2 separate regions of the Gossypium hirsutum genome follow, and region 1 is linked to region 2. A link is a contact called in public Hi-C data. All regions are on one chromosome and are shown on one strand. The core of a region is the stretch at or near the end of the contact, and the rest is flanking DNA. Distances in the headings are between cores, read along the strand shown. Region 1 holds the start of LOC107886297 (endoglucanase 8). Region 2 holds the start of LOC107896971 (pectinesterase).

The links. Hi-C and Micro-C count contacts between places; a contact is called where the count stands out from the background.
Region 1: a contact with region 2 is called in a Hi-C map of callus, with 3 times the contacts expected there. The contact joins the promoter of LOC107886297 here to the promoter of LOC107896971 in region 2. A contact is called at or near these places in 2 of 34 Hi-C or Micro-C datasets (callus and leaf).

The regions. Positions count from the first base shown.
Region 1 is chrA03:88,154,701-88,158,932 of Gossypium_hirsutum_v2.1, reverse strand. LOC107886297 (endoglucanase 8) reads right to left here and starts at 1,735. Exons shown (of 7, transcript XM_041097519.1): 1 at 1,441-1,735; 2 at 949-1,356; 3 at 723-815; 4 at 446-607. The coding sequence starts at 1,665.
Region 2 is chrA03:87,487,139-87,491,816 of Gossypium_hirsutum_v2.1, reverse strand. LOC107896971 (pectinesterase) reads left to right here and starts at 2,351. Exons shown (of 2, transcript XM_016822292.2): 1 at 2,351-3,344; 2 at 3,614-4,540. The coding sequence starts at 2,447. The coding sequence ends at 4,302.

The DNA of each region.
Region 1 (4,232 bases), core at 486-2,985, 670 kb before region 2:
TTGCCTTTGGTTCAATTAAAATACTTTAAATCTAATTTTCTCACGTGACCTTCAACAAAAAATCCAACATTTCACACCATGCAAATGGTTTTGTTTCAGTTCGTCTGAAAGTCTATAAAGGGCATAGAAAATGGGGTTCGAAAAATGTGAAAGAAGACCCCACAAAAATATGATCAGCTCCCATAAAAAACACAGGATCACCCACGTGGCACCCAAGACACATTTTCTTCAATCCTATAAAATGAACCTTATCCTACTTAAATACCCCAACAAAAGGCACCAAAGAGTAGAAGAATATAAAAGCACCGTTCTAGAAAAACAAATAAACAAATAAAGAAAAATAAATAAACAAATAAAACTTACATAAAATAAAACAAATTGGTATCATTATAATGATTAAGCATAAAACATATATAAATAATCCAGTGATTAATTAATTTTGTACCTTGGAAATGAGGACGTTAATCCCAGCATGCTTGTTATCCCAACCAAACTCATTGATGGTATCTCCAGCTCTCAAGACAACCTCGTTTTTCACTATGTACTCTCTATATACGCGCTTCCTTGAGGCCTTGTGCAGCCAAGCGGCTCCCCAAAGCAACTCGTCCTACATTACCATTATAGTAGCTACAGCCAGTCAAAGTTTTGGACTTCAATGTCATAATGCAACGGTTCCTCTTAATTGTACTGTAAGAGAAAAGAAAAAAAGGAGTCTGTCTGACCTGGTAACCATTGACATCGCAGTAAAAAGGACAGACTGCAGAGTGCAGCCTGCTACTATATGCACCTCGGTGCTTGTCAGCAAAGTTGAACACCTACAGTACAATACACCATTTTCCCCGACTTTCATTTTTCCATTAACATTCTATGAATCAAATATGCGAAATATCTTCCCATTTGGTGCGGTGACAAGATTAAGAAGAAACTGAGGTGGTGACAGTGAATTACCCTAATGGCTCGATTGAGGAGCAACCTCGAGTATGCAGGGTCTCGTTTCCTGAACACAATGGAAGCAGCAGCCAATGCGGCGGTGGTTTCGCCTGCGACGTCCGAACCAGGATGCTCATTATCGATTTTGTACACCGTACGTAAAGTATCCATGTCCTCTGGCCTTTCCCAGCAGCTATGATCAGAATAGGCGTCTCCCACTTGTACATACACCACTCCAGGCTTTTCCGTTGCTTTCAACAGATAATCCGTCGACCATTTCACTGCTTTAACGGTGTTCTTTAACTCCGGCCCCATGTTCCTCCCGAAATCTATGATACTCCAAGCTAATAAAGTCGTCGTGAATGCCATTGGGAACCCGAACTTCACGTTGTCTCCGGCGTCGTAGTAACCTCCCGTTAAGTCCACCTGAAACCGAAACATCAAACGCAGTTAAAATATACTTTTAGTAGGTGAAAAGGGAAATGTAGGCTGTCGAAAAGGAGTAATTACACTGGCGGTGGAGCCGTCGTGCAATGCAGAGTCGCGGCGCCATTTGACGCGTTGGTCAGGGGGAAGTCTGCCTGATCGTTGGCCTTCGAAAAAGATAATGCTCTTGCGGAGAGCGTCGTGGTAATCGTGGCCGCCTATGATCGGATAACAAAAGAGGAGCAAAGAAAAAGAGAAGGCGAGAAGCGCCGAGAAAATTCCCGGAAATGTAAGGGGTTTTGGCGCCATCTTCTTTGGGAAGGATTGGGGACTGGGATGGCTAATGGCTTAATGCTGATATATACTATACACTGCTAAGAAAACAGCAGAACCGACGTGGTTCTTTATGCTAAAACTGTGGCGTCCGATTCCAGAGATTGTACCAATGGGGATACGCCACATGTAGAGCTGTAACTGGTCGAAATTTGGGATTCCCATTCTTGACTTGAATGCCAGATTATTCGGGTCGGGTTGAATTCCGGTACATTCAATTCGAAGTTGGGTTAATATCCTTAGCACTTGTGCATTTCTACGTAATTCGTGTATAATTTTTTTATTTAATTGATACATTAATTTTAATTCCGTAATTTAAGTAGTATGTTTATACTAAATAAAATATGATGGAAAATAAAATAAAAGTAAAATTTATATAGAATTAGACTTCTTTTATTTTATTTTAGAACAAGGTTTTTTAAACCTTATTAAAATCTATCTATTTTATATTGATTCGGATAAGGTGTTTCAATCCTACTAGAATATGGCTTTACAAGCCTATAAATAGACATAGTCTATTCCTTTTGTATTGATTAAAAATTTTCGACATAGTAAATTTTCTTCTCCTCTTCCGGTGGTTTTTTCCCGAAAGGGTTTCCACGTAAAATTTGTGTATTCCTTTTTTATTTTATTTTATTTTTTCACAATACTAATTTGATAATTAATTTAATAGTGGTACGTGGTAATCTTTCAATTTATCACATGGCAAACAAAAATTCAAATATTTTTAAATATATATAAAATATTCCTTTATATTAAAAATAAACTTAAATAAATAATTATTTAAAATATTTGAGTCTATCACATATTATTATTATTTTAACAAATAATTATCTATATTTAAACTTTTCATATATCATCATCGTATTAATTATTATCAAATAATAATTTTAAGTAGCAACGTAATTTAATGAGCGGGGGTGGTGTGTGACAGTGAGAGAGTTAGAGTAAAAAATGTAAGGGATGCCACATGTGGCACCGATTACTAATGATTGACACGTAGAGAGCAAGTTAAGTGAGGCCAACTTATGGAAAAGATCATCAAAGATGAAAAAGGAGATGACCATGTATAGCGTCTGATTTATTGACTTATTTGGAGGTTTGTTGACTGGGCATATGAGTTTCTGTCAGCTGCTGGCTAGGCGGTGTGCATTTAGAAGTTGTATAGTTGATAGCGCTACAGTGTACCGTAATACCTAGATTTTGTGTAGTTCATAGCCCAAGCCTATTTCTTCGTTGTTTCTAGAGAGTGTTTTTAAAAATTTTGATTTCACTATTTTAAATGTTTAAGATTATTGTCAAAAAATAGTTTTAAAAAATAAAATTTATATTTTAAGTATGATGTTGTAACATAAAGATGTTTTTAAATTATGTTAAATTTCATTAATATTATGACATTTCAATAGAAATATAAGAAAATGAAATAAAAATGATTAAAGATTTTACAATATGAACTTTAAGACTATGTACAAGAGAAATATGAGAAATATAGAAATTGAAAATTTTCTCTTATTTTTTATTTGAAAATTTTCTCTTATTTTTTATGCTTGGATACGTGTCTCTTAACTCTTCAATTGTTTATTACTTGTATTTATACCATTCAATTAATATTTAGACATTTGAAGTCGTTGGAGAGAATTTCTAGTTGTTGGAGGAGTTTCGCATTTATTGCAATTTTGCAGGGTCAAGTATTGATAGTGTAACATCTCGTTTTTTAGTAGTATAGGAAAAGTGGTTTCGAAACTTTGTATTCTAATGATTAAGACAATATTTACAAGTTTATTATAGAGAAAAATTAAATCCTGGTCTAATAATTTTAGCGATTGAATAATTAATTAAAAAAATTAAATTGTAAAAGACATAAAACTTAATTATTATTTAATTTTATTAATTAAATGACTTATCTAGTAAATGTGAGAGTTGTTATATTGCATTTATACCATAATATATTGGTATGGACGGTAAGTGCATGATTTGTTTAGTAATTTATATTAAGTTAAAAATTAAAATAGAAAATGTTAATTTAATAAAAACAAAACAAGGGTCATCTTCCCCATTTTGATTTCTTCCACTCGAAACCAAAAAAGAAAGAAAGAAGCCATAGCCATTTTATCCAAGCTCAATCGACCCTTGCATGTGAGTACTCCCTAAATCTGTTTTTAGTAATTTTATGTTTTTGAAATCGTTGTAGTTTAATCTAATTAACCTAGAGATTATTTCATAAAATTGTTAAAAGGTGTTGGAACTTGCCATTAATGAATTTTAGATATTCGAGAGGTTAAATGATAGATTTACAAGTTTGGTTGTTAATTAGGACTGTTTTGTAAAGGAATTTTTGTTAGTTTTGGGCTTAGGGACTAAAATGAAAATAAGTTAATCTTATCATGAAAATTTGTAATTTTTTAGTATTTGAAGGATGGTTTGGGATGATTGTATAATTGATTTTAAGTATTGGGGATTAAATGTGAAATTATAATAGTTTTAGTTTTAGGGACTAAATTGAATAAAGTGTAAAAATTTAAGGAAATTTTGTAAAATAAAAT
Region 2 (4,678 bases), core at 1,102-3,601:
ACCCAGCATATTAGGGCACTATTTCCCGAATTCCTAAATACGAAAAACATTGCCTCATTTTAGAAAAACTTTTGGATAAAATATGACAATTAAATGAAATATATTTTTTTAAAATAATGATTTGAGTAAATTTTAAAAAAAATAATTTACTAAGAGTAATACTAAAAAAAATTCATTAAAAAATAAAAGAGTTTGATATGATACTAAAATTATTAAAAAATTAAAATATATAAAAAAAATTAGGGAAACATGGATTAAATCAAAATAAAAAGGATTGAAAAACGAAGATGAACAAAGAATAAAATAAGAACAAACTGTAGAAAATAAGAACGTAAGTGGGAGAGAAATTTAAGTGAAAGCTCTCAAAAATTTTTATTGTTTCCCAAAACTCCAGTCTTTACAATGAAGGGAGAGGCCTCTATTTATAGTTGAACCTCAAATCCAACGGTACAGATCAATTACATCAACGGTTAAGATTAAAAGGTATCTACAAATTAAATCTCTCAGATTACAAAATCATATCTTCTAAAATTGCATATCATATCTAAGATTGCAATCATATCTAAGATTGTATCATATTTAAGATTGCATATCATATCTAAGATTGCATATCATTGAAGATTATATTTCCATATGAGTGAAGCTTGTAGATGGACCTTAAATCTTTTCAAGTAATGGGCCATTTCGATCGGGCCAAATTATATTTGTAATTCTAGACTGAACTTGGACTTCGTTTTTTTTTTTGTTTATTATTTTTATTTTTGGACTTATTTCTGGGCCCGGGCAAAATTGAGTGTCTACACTCATGTGAAGAAGGTTTTGGTTAAGAGTAATATCAATTCTGTTGATCATAATTCGGTTCAGGTTTTTTTTTATTTTTATTTTTATTTTTATTTTTTGTTTTTTGTTTTTTATTTTTAAATTTATTTTGATAAAATAAACTTTATTTTATGTATTTTGAATATTATTTGATAAATATTCAAAGTTTTTTTCATAAATATTTTTAAAATAAATAAAAAATCAATAACTTTTATATTTTTTTAAATTTGTATAAAAAATTTAAGTTATTGTTACTACTTTAAATGTAAAATAATAATTAATTTTAATTTTAAATCAAATAAATAAAAATTCAACTTGAGTTTAGTAAGCAGAATTTTTAATTTCGTATTTCGTAAACTTCCTAAACATTTCTATTTAAATTTATTTTTAGTTTTTCGGTTTTGGTATTCGGTTGGTGAAAGAAAGGAGTTTGCACTTTAGAGGAGTAGCGGCCAGGATAGGTATACCAAGTGAATATGCTTAAAAATCTTTCGTAAAAAATCATGTCTTTTATGTAATTTTTTATTTTTTAATTATATTAAACTTATATTATTTGTTAAATCACCTAAAATGGATAAAAAAAATTAATATCTAGTAAGTTTACTTACATGACATATATTTGAATTGTCATGTCAGCAATTATTTTTTTAATTAAAAAATAAAAAAATTATTAAAATTATGTAAAAAGTGTAAAAATTATAAAACATAAATTTAATGTGATCTGATAAATAATGTAAATTTAAGGGTTTAAAAAAATAAAAAATTAAATAGAGAATAAAATGACTTTCTATAAAATTTGAGGGTCAAATAAATGAATATGAAAAAAAATCAAAAGTGGGAAAGGAGTTGGAAAATGAATATTGGTCCCTTTTTACAATCTTCTAAAAGGTTAATTTATTTATTACATATGTATGTGTATAGATATATACTTCCAATACGTAGAATGTTCTTAAGTAGGCAAGAAGATTTCTCCCTATCAAGAAAACAAATTCACATTTGTTGATTACAATTAAGGATTTATATGTGAGAATCTTATAAGAACATGAAATTAGAACATAAGATAACAAGTTAAAATAATTTAACTCTTGTAATAAAAGAAGCCTTTTTAGACGACATGTTGAAAAAAAAAAAAACAAAGTAATGGTACACAGACTCACGAGTCCATGTTTAACGTTGTCGAGGGTACAATGACTGCGAGACCAACTTGGAACATTCTTCACTGCTGCTCGCTTATGGGACCAATTTTAAAGTTAATATATATTAAGGCTTCAAATACTAAGGAGTCAATGTTTTCACCAGTTTATATTTATTTATTTATTAATAAATAAAATAATAAACTATGGGTAAAAAGAGATGAAAATGGCAAAACCCAATGAGGCTTTCAAAAACAACCATAAATCCCTAAACTTCAAAGGTCACATACACATCATTGCATGGCCCCATTAGTATTTTGATTTTGACTATTAACCCTAAAAGTTTGATGCATTGTACCGCCAAACTAAGCCATTGCTGCCTCTATATAAACCCCTTTTCCCTCCCTCTCTTTTCACAAAACTCAAAACTTGAAAAACCCTTTGCAAATCTCTAATTAGCTCTTCCTTCCATCTCATAACTTTGAGTAGTCTTCATGGATAAGCTTGTTGTTATCCTAACATTTTTCCTCACCCATTTCTTCATTTTTCCGCTAGGCAACTTCGTCAATGGTACCACCATAACATCCTGTACCCAAACTCCGTACCCTGATGTGTGCAACTTTTACATGGGAAATAGTCTTAATGTTGCAGCAAACCTCGATCAAACCCAATTCTCGTTCCGCGATGTTGCCATTCAGGTGACCCTTAGCCAAGCAGTTCAAGCTCACCAGCTCGTCTCGTCGATGGACTCGAGTTCGTTCGACCAACGAGCCAAGTTAGCTTGGAACGATTGCGTGGAACTTTATGAGGACACCATTCACCTTCTTAATCTATCCAAGAACACTAAAAATCCAATTGATTCTCAAACCTGGTTAAGTGCAGCAACTGCCAACCAACAAACCTGTCAAAATGGTTTCATTGACTTCAATCTAGCCTCTCATTTACAAACCTTACCATCCATGTTAGGAAACTTTACCAAGTTGATTAGCAATTCTCTAGCCATAAACAAGGCCACCACTGTTACATCCTCTACTTCCCATAGTAACTTCGCTAAACAAGTTGCCAATCGACGCCTACTTTCCGATGGATTTCCGGCTTGGCTTTCGGTTGCCGATAGGAAGCTCTTGCAAACTACCGGTGCACCACCAAAAGCCGATATTGTGGTGGCTCAAGATGGCTCTGGTAACTTTAAGACCATAACGGAAGCTGTGGCAGCAGCTGGTGGAGGCAAAAGAACTGTTATATACGTGAAAGCTGGAGTTTATAAGGAAAATGTGGATATTAAGAGAGCAGCTAAAAATATAATGTTGATTGGCGATGGTATTGATGCCACCATCGTTACCAGTAGCAAGAATGCTCAAACAACAACCACTTTTCGTTCAGCAACTGTTGGTAAGCCCTTTCATGCAACATGCATAAATTTTGTTCAATTAAGTAAAAAAAAAAATTTAATAGTAAAAACACAAGTCAATTTTGACAACTTGTTGTCTATCCCCTATTTCACCAACAATCACTAAAAGTAATGATTAAAAAAATAACAATCATCAAACATTACTTACAACATAACGAACAAATAATAGTAAAAAAAGGTAAATAAACATCCTTTTCTACCTTTTTGACCAACAACTTCATAATTAAGAGTCGTTAATTTCTTCTTTCAGGTGTTTCGGGTGACGGCTTCATAGCTCGTGACATGACCTTCGAGAACACCGCCGGACCCCAGAAACACCAGGCGGTGGCCCTCCGGTCTGGCTCCGATTTCTCGGTTTTCTACCGTTGTAGCTTCAAAGGTTACCAAGATACCTTATACGTATACTCTCAACGCCAATTTTATCGCGACTGCGACATTTATGGAACTGTGGACTTCATATTCGGTGATGCCGTAGCCGTTTTCCAGAGCTGCAACATCTACATCCGTCGACCAATGAGCGGCCAAAAGAACACCGTCACGGCACAAGGGAGAACCGACCAGAATGAGAATACGGGCATAGTCATCCACAATTCACGAGTGACAGCGTCGTCGGATATGAAGGCGGTTCAGGGTTCGTTCAAGAGTTATTTGGGGAGGCCATGGCAGAAATATTCAAGAACTGTGTTCATGAAAAGCAGTTTGGATGGACTGATTGATAGAGAAGGTTGGTTACCATGGAGTGGAAATTTTGCTTTGAGTACTCTTTACTATGCTGAGTATATGAACACCGGTGCTGGAGCAGATACTAGTGGAAGGGTGAAATGGGGTGGATATCATGTTATAGGTGCCACAGAAGCCGCAAAATTCACCGTGGGGAATTTTTTGGCTGGAAATTCTTGGATTCCGGGCACCGGAGTGCCATTTGATGTTGGACTGTGATAATTTTCTTGGTTGGGTTTATTTTTCCATTTGGAAAATGTAAATAGGAAAGTGACCCAGATGTTGAAATTACTTCGCTTTATAATAGCACGAGTCAGTATACATAGGAGATAGTAATATTATTATATGGTTGAATTTGTCAAAAGTGATTCCAAAAAAATGTCAAGAGTGGAAAAAGAAAATAAAACTGTTGTATAATTGGAATTAATACCATGCGTTTACGTTGGGTTTTTTTTAATTAATTTTTCGTACAAATTAGAAATATATTTTAAAAGATAATATTAGTGCATGCTTGTATGGTTGTCAATCACACAAAAGCAGAATTTCTCATTTCATCAAGCTATTAGGCTAACTATACCAACTTTCACTTTTTAAG